2 separate regions of the Oryctolagus cuniculus genome follow, and region 2 is linked to region 1. Evidence: chromatin contacts called from public Micro-C data. All regions are on one chromosome and are shown on one strand. Each heading gives the region's core, a stretch centred on a gene start, on an enhancer-like site or on the middle of the called end of the contact. The rest is flanking DNA. Distances are from core to core; before and after follow the strand shown.

Region 1 (5,352 bases), core at 2,004-4,503:
AACTGGAGATGATGATGGAGGGCCCTGGCAATGGACACCCACGGGGTGTCGGCAGTGAGAGGGGGCTCGCCGCGCCAAGAGCCTTGCTCCAGAGACTAAAGGAGGGCGTTGCAACCACACTTCTGACTCCAGCCAGGGTGTCTCACCCAGCTGCACAACTCGCAGGAACATCACGTGGGCTCAGTTTATGCGCCCAAATGCCAAGGCTGAGAAACGGCCTGCCCTCCCCTTTCACTACCTGTGAAGTGGCAGCCTACGCCATGTACCCCTGAGCCTGCACGGAGAACGCCCCCCCCCCCAAAGCGTGCCTTCTAAGTTTGCCCGAGCCTTAAGACTACTATGTTGCCATTGCTTGGAGCGCGCTCGCACACCCACCGCCCGGCCCTCCTCCCCCGGGGCGCCCAACGCCGCAGGGGCGCGCCAGGGGACCCCCAACCGCCCGCCCACGCCCACGGCGCTGGAGACGCGGACAGGGGGCCGCGCGGGTTGCGAGGCGCGCTCACCTGGCCCGCAGAGCCGGCTGAAGTGGTAGGGGTTGCAGCACACGGTGGGGCCGTCGGCGGCAGCGGCGAAGCTGTGGCAGCCGCACAGGGGCTTCAGCTCCACGGCGTGCTGCAGGTCGGGCCAGCGGAAGAGGCGGCCGAGCAGCAGCTGCGGCGGCGCGGGCTGGCCGCCCAGGCGGAGGTCGGCGCGCGGCACCAGCACGCAGCCGCCCGGCACGCCGCCGCGGGACTCCACCGCCTCCAGCAGCGTGTCCAGCGAGCGCTCCTTGAGCCGCTTCAGCAGCGAGTACGTGACCGTCTTCAGTTCCTGCTCGAGCAGCAGCAGCCGCGAGCGCGCTTCGCGGCTCCGCCCGCCGCCCGCCGGCTCCAGCGCCGCCCCGGCCAGGGGGTCCCCGGCGTCCCGCGGCGCGCCGGCGGCGTCCCGCTCCGAGAAGAGACAGCAGGTCACCGTCTCGCAGTCGCTCTCGGGCAGCCAGCCCGGGCCGCCCGGCTCCGCCACGTCCAGCAGGGAGCCCCCAGCGCCGGCCCCCGGCTCCGACACGGGCCTCTGGGGGCCCCCTGCGCGCCGGCGCCTGCCCGCGCTCTGGGCGCCTCGCTGTCCCACCGCGTCCCGGGGCCGCCGCGGGGCTACCGGGCGGACTTCGGGGCGGCCGCAGCCTCCGCCCTCTCGTGCCCGCGGGGCCGGCTCAGCTCGGCTGCCAAAGCCCCCATCCTCGTCGCCGCCGCCGCCGCCGCCGCCGCCGCCTTCCTCCCGGTCGGGGACCACACGACTTCGCCAAAGTCGCCGCACCAGCCCCGAGCGTTTGGACCTGAACATACGATATCCTTTGGCGCCGGGGGTGGAGGGGAGGCGGTCTCCGGTTACCAGGGGTCCGTTCCCTCAGCGAGGCGCGGGCCGCAGCCCCACATGAAGCTCCGCCGCGGAGCGCCGTGCAGACCGCGCACAGCCCGTCGTCGAAGGGGCGCCGCAGGGTTGCAACATGAGGGAGCTCGCCGAGGCGGGCGGGCCGAGAGCACGCGCGGGGCCGGGGGCCGCGCCGCTCGGCCACTCCAGCGCCCGCGCTCCGGGGGGCTGCAGGCGGCGCGCCGCGGCGGCGACGACCCCGCGAGGGGCCGGCGAGCCTTCAGGAGACGCGCGGCTGGTCCATGGGCACAAAGCGCTCGCGCCGGACCCCGAGTGTGTCTGGGAAGCCCTGCTTTTAAAAAAACTCAAGCGCTCCACTACATGGGCTCTTCCTGCCAGGTCCGAAAGGCAGGCTTGTAGATACCCTCAGCTCCCTTCTTAACTCCCTGCAAAATAAAAGGGGAGGGGGGGGCGGGGAGGGGGGAAAAAAAGGAAGGAAGGAGAGGGAGAAGCGATCCCAAAACAAAACCCCCAGTCCCTGGATTTGCGTGCACGGAAGGCCAACTCCGTCTCAGGTCCCCGGCGCTAGATGCACTTGGAGCGAGTCCTCCCGGACGCGGGTGTCAACACATTGAGTGGAAGCTGCAAAAATTCCCAAAGAGCTGCCGGGGATCCTTAATGAAAAGTGCAGTCCGCCGAGGCCGAGGTCGCAGCCCGCCCCGCGCCGCGCTCGGACGCGCCGGGCGCCGCGGCGGCCGAGGTCGCCCGCCTCCCCCCTCCGCCAAAGTGCCTCCCGGTGGCCCCGCGGTCCCCGCGAGGGCTGGCGCGGCAGCGCCCGGCGGCTCGGGCTCTCGGCGCGGCGCCCTCGCTCGCTCCCCCGCTCGGCTCGCTCTCTTTTTTGTTCTCCTCAAACGCACACTGAGGGCCCCCGGAGGAGCGCCGCGGAGTCATTGGCTGCCTCCCATCATATGCCAGTCTAGACACTTTGGCGGCTCCGCGGCGCTGATTGTTGCGCAAACAAGGTTTCAAGTTTCTTAACTCTTAAAGGAGAACACGTCCCATTGCAGGGCCCGAGGCGCGCAGGGGCCGGCTCCCGGGGCGGGCCGAGCCCCGGCCCCCGCCCCGCGCCCGCCCCGGGCCTGACAGCGCCCGAGGCCCGCTCTCGGTGGCTCGCGTCGCGTCGCGCCCCGGGCACGGATGCGAGCGGGCACACGCGCGCTTTCCGCGTACACGCGGTGACGACGGGACGCGGCGCTGGCGAGCCCCCCGCCACTCGGGCGCGCACGGCGCCCCCCGCCTCGAGCACCCACTCGCAGATACGCCTTGCCCTTCAGAGTGGGTCTAAGCCCCCGTTGCCGGGGCGGGCACGGATGTGCTTGAGTGCCTGCCCGCCTCGCGTCTCTGGGGAGCATGGGACCGCTGAGACGGTGGGGAGCAAGGTCTTGCAGGACGGGCCCCCTGTGCAGAGTCGGGGTCTCTCGGCTGAGCCAGCTGAGGGGGAGGGGGCGGGCGGGAGAGACTGCACTGGCGGGGCAGGGGGCTCCGGGACGGCCCGAGCTGGTTAGTTGAAGGAGGTGGGGGTCGAGGCGAGCGGTGCCTCCTCGCCGGCTCCTCTCGGCCCAGCCTAGGAGCGAGGGGAGCCGCCTGTAGTCCCCGGACCCCCTCCAGGCCGGGTGCTTCCACCTCCCCCCTTTTCCTGGCCAATTGGATCTGCCAGGCGTTGAGGGCTGGGGGCCTGGGGTCGTGCTTTCCCCGGCGAGGATGCCCCCACGAGAGTGCGGGGCGGTCCGTGGGCGGGGGCGCGGCGGCCGCCCGGCGCGGGAAGGGTTAAGGCCGCTCCTGCCCCTGGAGCCGGCGCGGCGGGGTACCTCCTCGGGCGCGCTCGCTCGTCCGAGGGTGGCAAAAGTTCAAGCTTGTAAAGTCGGGATTGGTCCCGCGCGGAGGGGAAAAAAGGCCTGGTCCCCCCTCCCCCTCCCGGGCGAGGCGCCGATTGGCCGGGCCGCGGGGCCGGCCCCGCCCCTCCCGGCGCACGGCGGCCCCGCCCCCGGCGCGGCGCCCCGCCCCTTTCCGGGCAGGAGCCGGGCCCCGCGCTGAATGAAAGAAATTCCGCTACTCCCATTGGCCCGGGGCTGGGCGCCCTTCCCCCGCGGGGGCGCGGGTCTCCCCCGGGCGCGCACGCTGGGGGCTGGCGCGGTGCTTGTGCGGCCGAGCTAGCCCCCCAGCCCAGAGTCTGTCTGGGCGCTGGGGGAAGGGCGAGCTTTGCAGGAAGAACCCAGAACCATTTGCAGTACCTGAAGCCAGGTACTGTTGGCGCCGCGCGCCCTGGGGGAGACAGGGGCTCTCCCCTGATGCGATACCGCACCGACAAACGTCCCCACCGTCCCCTGCCTCTCTGGTCGAGTGGAAGCAGCTGTCCTAGCCTCAGTTTCTTTGGAAACGCGGATGCAGAGGCCTGCTCGGAGTGCTTTCACAGAGCCCTGAAGACGCGGGGACATGGTGCTTGTCACGTGCTCACGCCGCAAGTGAGCTGCAGGCTGACTCTGCAAACACACCTACGTCACAGCACCCCCAAGGCTGCGTGACCCGCACCCCCGGAAACCCGTCCCGGGGTCCCTCAGTCACTGCCCGCTACGGGAAATTCATGCATCGTAAAAACCAAGGGGAGGTCAGGATGAAGAATTCCCTTCTAGGAGGGCACTTACTGGTTTGGCTGTGGAGTGCAATAGCAGTGTGTTCCACCGCGTTCCCGAAACTTAATCATTTAATTCTCACGACGACCTTGATATGCAACGTTACCCCTCATCGCAAATGGAGAGCCCGTGCAGGGACCTATGGAGAGTGCTAACCTGCTAAAAACCTCCAGCCAGCGTGTGCATCCCTAACCTCAGGAAGTCGCTGGGGGGGGGGGGGGGTCCCTGTTGCAGGATTTTCAATCCACGTGTTTCGGGCGAGGCCCGGAGAGACTCCACATCACAGCACTTGTCAGGAGGTGTGGTTGTTACCACTCTTTTATAGATAAGGACACTAAGCCACAAAGACTTGCACAGCTTGTAATTAGTGGCCGAGGGGGATTTGATGCAGCCAGTTTGGCTGGGGCAGGTGTGTGCTGGGAAGCAGAGGAAAGGGGATAGTGTGGAGAAGGGGTGTTGCCTGCAGGTCGGCAGGGCTGTGCACACCCCTGGGGCAGATACGTGAGCGGTGGCTCCATTTGGCCCCTCTTGCAGCCCTGCAGCCCTGAGTTCCCGGATGCTTGGCCGGTGCTCCGGCTCCCAGGAGAAATGCCTTCTTCCCTGGGCAGCAACTTGCGTACTTTGGGCCCTGAGCCCTCGCTCCCTGCCTGGGGAGCCCTGAGCCCAGACTCTGCGTAAGCCCACGTTCAGTGCCGACCGTACCCGTGTCGGATCTGGAGGTTTCCGGGCTCTCATCTGTCAGAATTGCCCTGGAAGTGATTGCCAAAATGGAGGACCCACAGTCAGCGTCTAAGGTGGACTGTGGTAGTGACAGGAAGGGGAGGGCGGTGACCGGTCTAGGACCTTGGATTCCTAGGGCTCCTCCAGCCCCAGGCCTGGCGCGCGTGTGGCCACTAGAGGGTGCAGGCGGCGGAGCCGAGAAGGGCCGGGCGGCGGCGGCGGCGGCACCGTGCGGGGACTCCCAGCGTCCTACACTGCCAGACCCGGGAGCCCGCTCCGGCTCCCTGCAGCTGCGAGGCGGGGGGAAGGCGGGTTCCTGCCGCTCACCCTCAGCTCTCTGCAGGGCCCGGGCTGCGGCGATTGAGATCTGCCCCACAAAGCGCTCACTCTGTGCGTCTCCCTCGAGGCGCCTACCCAATTCCTGCCGTTCCTGGGAGCGGAAAGGTTGCGGCGCAGGCCACCCACAGCCGCCTGAGAGCGTGAGGTCAGAAGCAGGCCAGGGGACGCCAGTCCCTCCGTCGCACGGGACAGCGCTGTCCTGTGTCTTCCTCGCAGCCCCTGGCCCCGGGTGGGCACTCAGTAAATGGCTCTGGGG
Region 2 (5,352 bases), core at 1,907-4,406, 39 kb before region 1:
AAAAAAAAAGAAAGAAAGAAAGAAAGAAATCACCAAGCACACATATTTTTTCAATTAAGCCATTCTTGGTGCCAAAATATATGGATCCCACTAATAGCCATAAGTAATCTTAAGGTCTTTTCCCCAAATATTTTGATTATTTTACAAATCCCCCAAGGAATGTGCTCTTAGGGTGATTTATGGAGCCCAGTGAGGCTCGTGACTGGGGGAGGGGTCTGGCTACCATGGGACAAGTCAGGCAGTGGGAGTGGCTGGGTGTACTCCCCAGCACTGCTGTGGGCCAGGGCACGGGCACAGAGGAGGGTGGGGGAGAGGGGCGTTCCTGGGGAAGCTGTGGGCCAGGGGCAGGGTACTGGCTTGCACTTCCTACCCAGGACCTGGTGGCCACAGCTGAGAAAGTGACCACCACAGATAAAAAAAAAAATAAAACTCTGGTGCCCACTAAGGCCTAAGCCCCTTGCCCTTGGTTACTGCAAGTCGAGATGGGCTGCCCATCCTCTGTGTCAAATGCATGCAACTCATCTTTCAACTCATTTTTTAATAATGTAGAGATGACTATGGAGAACACCTGGCCTCTGAGGCAAGCTAACCTGGCATTTGAAAACTATCCAGGTGAGCTGCCAATGGCTAGGCAGGCTCTGCAAACAGCCCCTGACCATGGAGCCCCTAACCCCCACAGAAGACTCCAGAAAGGCGCAGGCCAGGGGCAGGAAGGCTTGGTGTCCCACAGGGGAGCAGAGGCATCTAGCCGGAGCCTCTGGCCGATGGCAGAGCTCTGGCCGCAAAGGGCAGGTGTGGCGCTAACACAAGGCTCTGCAGGGGCAGCCAGAGGTCCACGGCCCATCCTCACCCCGCTGGCCTGGCTGGGGACCTCAGCGCAGCAGGCAGCCTCTGGCTTAGCCTCGCCAAGTGGAGGTAAGAATTTCTGTCCTCCTGGCTCGATCCTCCCAGGAAAGATCAATTGGATCAATTACATTAATTGGATTACTCTTTGTTAAAATGAAAATCAGGCCAGAAGGAATTTGGTGTATTCGTTCTGTTAGACCAATAACTGGCACGCTTAATGTCCGACGTACAGGATCCCAGAAAGTCGCTTCTGCCTACCCCGGGGGCTGACTTTTCCTCCACAATGAGATTAACCCTTCGGAGCCCGCGCCTCTGCATCCCTGGACCGTAGCCTCCCACTGTGGGGGATGCCAGTCTTCACACTCATGTCTGACCTGAGCTGTTTGCAAATCCACACACGGAGGGGACAGGGAGGGCTGTTGGACTCACGGTACAGTGACCCACTGCTGGACCCACTGTACAGTGGGTCGCTGTAACCACATCCAACACAACCTCACCCAAGACAGGCGCCTGAGCACTGTAACCATCGCACCCCCCAAGGGCATCGATCAGCCACAGCCGGAAGCAGCCAAGCCTCAGTCCAACAAAGACACGAAAACCCCAGGCAGTCGGCGGCTCAGCCCCATGGACGATGAGGTACTGAAGTGGCATCTTCCCCGAACAAGGGAGACGCTGTCCAGAAGCAGGTCTGCACAGATCCCATCCCCCCAGCCCTGCTCCAGCAGCACCAGGGACCCCCACCCCCACCCCACCCCAGCACAAACCCTGAGCGGAAGCGGAGCTTCCGCGTCAGCTGCGGGAACCACAGGCTGGAGTCAGGATCCTTATGGATGCGGGACAGAGAGCTGGCTGGCCCGGGAGGGAGACCTTTGACTGCCAGGGACCAGGCACGTCCCCTCCCACGATCTGTCCCCATGCTGGAGCAGTCTGTGGGTCACCGTGACTTCTGAATGCTTAAACAGGACAGGCGTCACCAAAGTCGCACGGCTCCTGCACCCCGTTCTCCCGCCAAGCCTGGCATGCATTTGTCACAAAAATCTTTTCTCACCTGGGAGACCCAGAAGGGGGCAGGCCGAGGCTGGTGAGACCGGTGCCAGCCTGCTCTATCTCCCGCCGGCCCCAGCATCCTCCAGCTGGTTCCCGGGGCGCCTCGGCTTCTTATCAGGGCCCAGGGCCCGCCAGCCAGGCACCAGCACACATCCCACTGGCGCACCTTCCGCCCGAGCAGGGCCTTTGTCTGTGGCTCCACTCTGGCTGCGGGAAGTGGGGCGCAAGGGAGGGTGGGGGTGCCATGGGGCTGCAGAGGGCCAGCGAGGGTCCTCTGAACCTGGTGCCACGCGATCCTCACTGGAGGAGGAGAAGCAGAGGTGGAAAGAGCCCAGACAGCACGGAGCACCACCCACTAGGTGGCTGAGCAAGCAAGCTGAGGCCAGAGAGGACATGGGGCTTGCCAAAGGCCACATAGCCCACGGCGGGGTCGCAGAGCCTGGGCTGGGACTGGCTCTCTAGGTGGCTGCTGAGCCAAGCGCCCTGAGCAAGTGGCGTTGCGCTTCTCACACTTGGTGTCACAAAATGGACACAGCACTCAGACGGCTGCAAGTGTTAGTAAAAGGGCACAGCCTTCTACATCCAACACCATCCTAGGCTCTAGCCGCAACCATTGCTGGAAGCCAGGTGACCAGATGGCCCAACCACAGGTGTCAGCTCCACCCCGACCCTAATGGGATCCACCGCTTTCCTACTTCCCTGCCCCCCAGCAAAGGTTTCACAGGACCTGTTTCCAGCACACTTGCTCTCTCTCTCCTGATTCCTCTCTCTTGCTCTCTCGCCCGCCCCCCAGCCCATGGGGCTTCTCCCACTGGACAATAAACCCTTAACTCCGGTGTTTGGTGTGTTTTGTGGTGGCCTTACAGCAAGTCCAGTCCAGCGCAGGGAACAGTGTGCTGCCCAAGGACAGGTGCCCCTCGGGGAGCAGGCCTTTTCCCCCTTGCCTTAAAGTGGGGGAGAGTTTAGGGAGAGGAGCTGAGAACTGTTTTAATGGGGGGGGAAGGGATGGGATTGGCATGGGGGTGGGGTATCCAGTGGAGGGCTGCGCTGGAGCTCTGGGTTTTAAAAAAAGCAGGATGTTCGGCTGGGGCCTCTCTCCTCTCAAATAAACAATCTACAACCTCATTCAAAACAGGGGCATGCTGGGGAGCCCTGGTCACCTGATTTTCATACCGGGGAGGGGATGGGGGTGCCACCAGACTCCTTGGAGGGCCCATGGGGCTCTCCCTGCCTCCACCCTGACCAGGGGGCTCCCAGGGCAGCTCAGTGAGGCAGCAAGCAGGCAGGTCCCACCCCAGGCTCCCGTGCAGAGCTTCCCAGAGGGGTGGTCCCCCGTCCCTACCCCCACCCCCGTTTTCTTGCTGGGGTCTGGAAGCACCCCGTTCACAGCTTCCCAGCTTCATTCTCCCACAGGGCCATGTTCCTCAGCGATGCTGATGGACAAGGGCCCTGGCCTAGGGGGAGGGGGCCAACCACGACTCAAGCGCTATTCCGAGGCGGCCATGATCGGCATCTATGGCTGGACCAGGCAGCCAGGTCCCTCGGTCCTCCCAGGCTCCCGGACACACTCGCCAGCTGTCCTCACGCTGGTCACCTGCCCAGCCCAGGACGAAGACCCAGTCTGGATCTTCGGTAAGGTTTCCCAGTGGCCAGGCCCTGAGCAGTCACTCAAAACCTGGGAGTGGCCTATTTACCAAATGCCTCCCTTCCTGCGGCAGGAAGTCGCTCCCAGAGCAGTGGTTTTTGTTTTTTGGGTGTTTTTTTTTTTTTTTCCAACTCTTTCTGGGCTCGTGGTTTGGAAATAGCGCAGGGCTGCGAGCTACAGGATCCGGGCCCTCTCCTCCACGGCTGCTGGGACAGAAAACGGATACAGCCTTTCCGGAGGGCACTCTGACCTTCAACGTGCGTGGCCTTTGACCCAGCCGGCCCAGATCTAGGAATTTAACCTGAGGAAATAACCAGCAGAGTCCACAAAGACGACGGCTGGAGGATGCACGCCAAGCGGCAGTGTTTACAATTAAAGGAAAAAAAAATCCCAGCCAGGACCTAAACGGCCAGCCCCGGGGATCGGCTAAGTAAATACGGCTTGGGCCACAAACTGAAATACTAAGCAGCCGTCACACACACACACACACACACACATCACACAGAGGACTCGACGAATGAGGAAATGTTCTCAACGCTGCTAGGAGGAAAGAAGCTATAGGCACTTTTTGAAATCTGTTTACTTGATTTATTTAATTCTTTTTGAGAGGCAGAAAGAGAGAGCGAGCAAGCAAGCTATCCACCAGTTCACTCCCCAAATGCCCACGATAGCCAGAGCCAGGCCAGGCTGGGGCTGGGAGCTGACCACCCAACCCAGGTCTCCCCCGTGGGTGGCACAGAGTCATCTTTGTGAGCCACACCTGCTGCCTCACCAGGTGCGCATTAGCGGGAAGCCGGAGTCAGGAGCGGGGCTGGGACTCGAATCCAGGCACCCAACGGGTGTCGCGAGCGCAACGCGCACTGCCCGCCTCCGTGTGTGCTTGTATGGCTCGCTCCCTTGCACCTGGGCAGAGTCATCTATCTCACATTTCCGTGCACTCGAGGACAAGAAAAACTAATATTCCAAATAGCTAAAGTAATAATAGGATTATTTTATTGCAGGATGGTAGAGTTAAGGACCATCACTCGTCCTTCATGTTTTTCTTGTTCTCTAAACGTTCTGAATGAATCATCTGTCTCTTTTTTGGAAATAAAAGAGGAACTATTGGCTGAGCCTTGGGCCTGGCTCCTCTACGGCTGCTGCTCCGTGTCTCTGGGAGCCCCCCTCTCTCATCAGTGATGGTAGCTAGACACACACCCATCTTACAGTCGCCGAAACTGAGGCCGCTGCTACCCGTCCAAGCTCCACCACTCCAAGAGAACACAGCCCGAGTCAGCCTGCTGAGATTGGGGTCAGAAGGGAGACCCTGGGAGAACACGACCCCCACCCCCACCCCAAGCCACCAACCCCACTGCTCTCCCACTGCAAACTGCTGGGACTCTCAGAATCCCCCGGGGAACAAGGCACTGTGGGGTCTCTGGCTGGTGGCCGTGTCTGGTCCCTTCGTGTCTTCCCTGGGGTGACTCGGAGTGCAGAGCCAGGAAGGACCTGTTATTACACAGACATGGGCACTGAGGCCCACGTGGGGAAGTGTCACAGCAGCCACTCTGGAATGCGGGACTCCAGGCACAGGTTTCAGGGCCAGAACGGTGGCCAGTGTGACCCACCCACCTGGCTTCCTGAGATGAGGCTGGGGGCTGCGGGCAGGCTCAGGCGGGGAGAGCCCAAGAGCCAGACACTCACCCCTTCCCTAGAAACGGATCAGTGGGCAAGCCTCACCCCAGGAGGAGTGTCCCAACGAAGACCCCCCCTCCACCAGGGGGGAGCCCCCGTGCGGTCTGCAAGGAGCTGAGAGCACAGTGGGGGAAGGAGCC

The links. Hi-C and Micro-C count contacts between places; a contact is called where the count stands out from the background.
Region 2: a Micro-C map of ear pinna shows a contact between it and region 1, with 2.1 times the contacts expected there. The contact joins the enhancer-like site here to the promoter of SMAD6 in region 1. A contact is called at or near these places in 2 of 6 Hi-C or Micro-C datasets (ear pinna and skin fibroblasts).

Annotation. Positions count from the first base shown.
Region 1 is chr12:89,571,390-89,576,741 of mOryCun1.1, reverse strand. It overlaps SMAD6 (SMAD family member 6), which reads right to left and starts at 3,253. Exons shown (of 3, transcript XM_051822328.2): 1 at 504-3,253. The coding sequence starts at 1,320.
Region 2 is chr12:89,609,980-89,615,331 of mOryCun1.1, reverse strand. All of the region lies in intron 2 of SMAD6 (SMAD family member 6), which reads right to left. Among named protein-coding and RNA genes, the nearest start is that of SMAD6, 39 kb to the right of the region's middle. Within about 2 kb of position 3,156, at least 3 of the 8 cell types and tissues checked have an H3K27ac peak or open chromatin away from gene starts, as enhancers often do. A contact at or near this core is called in ear pinna, where this site is marked.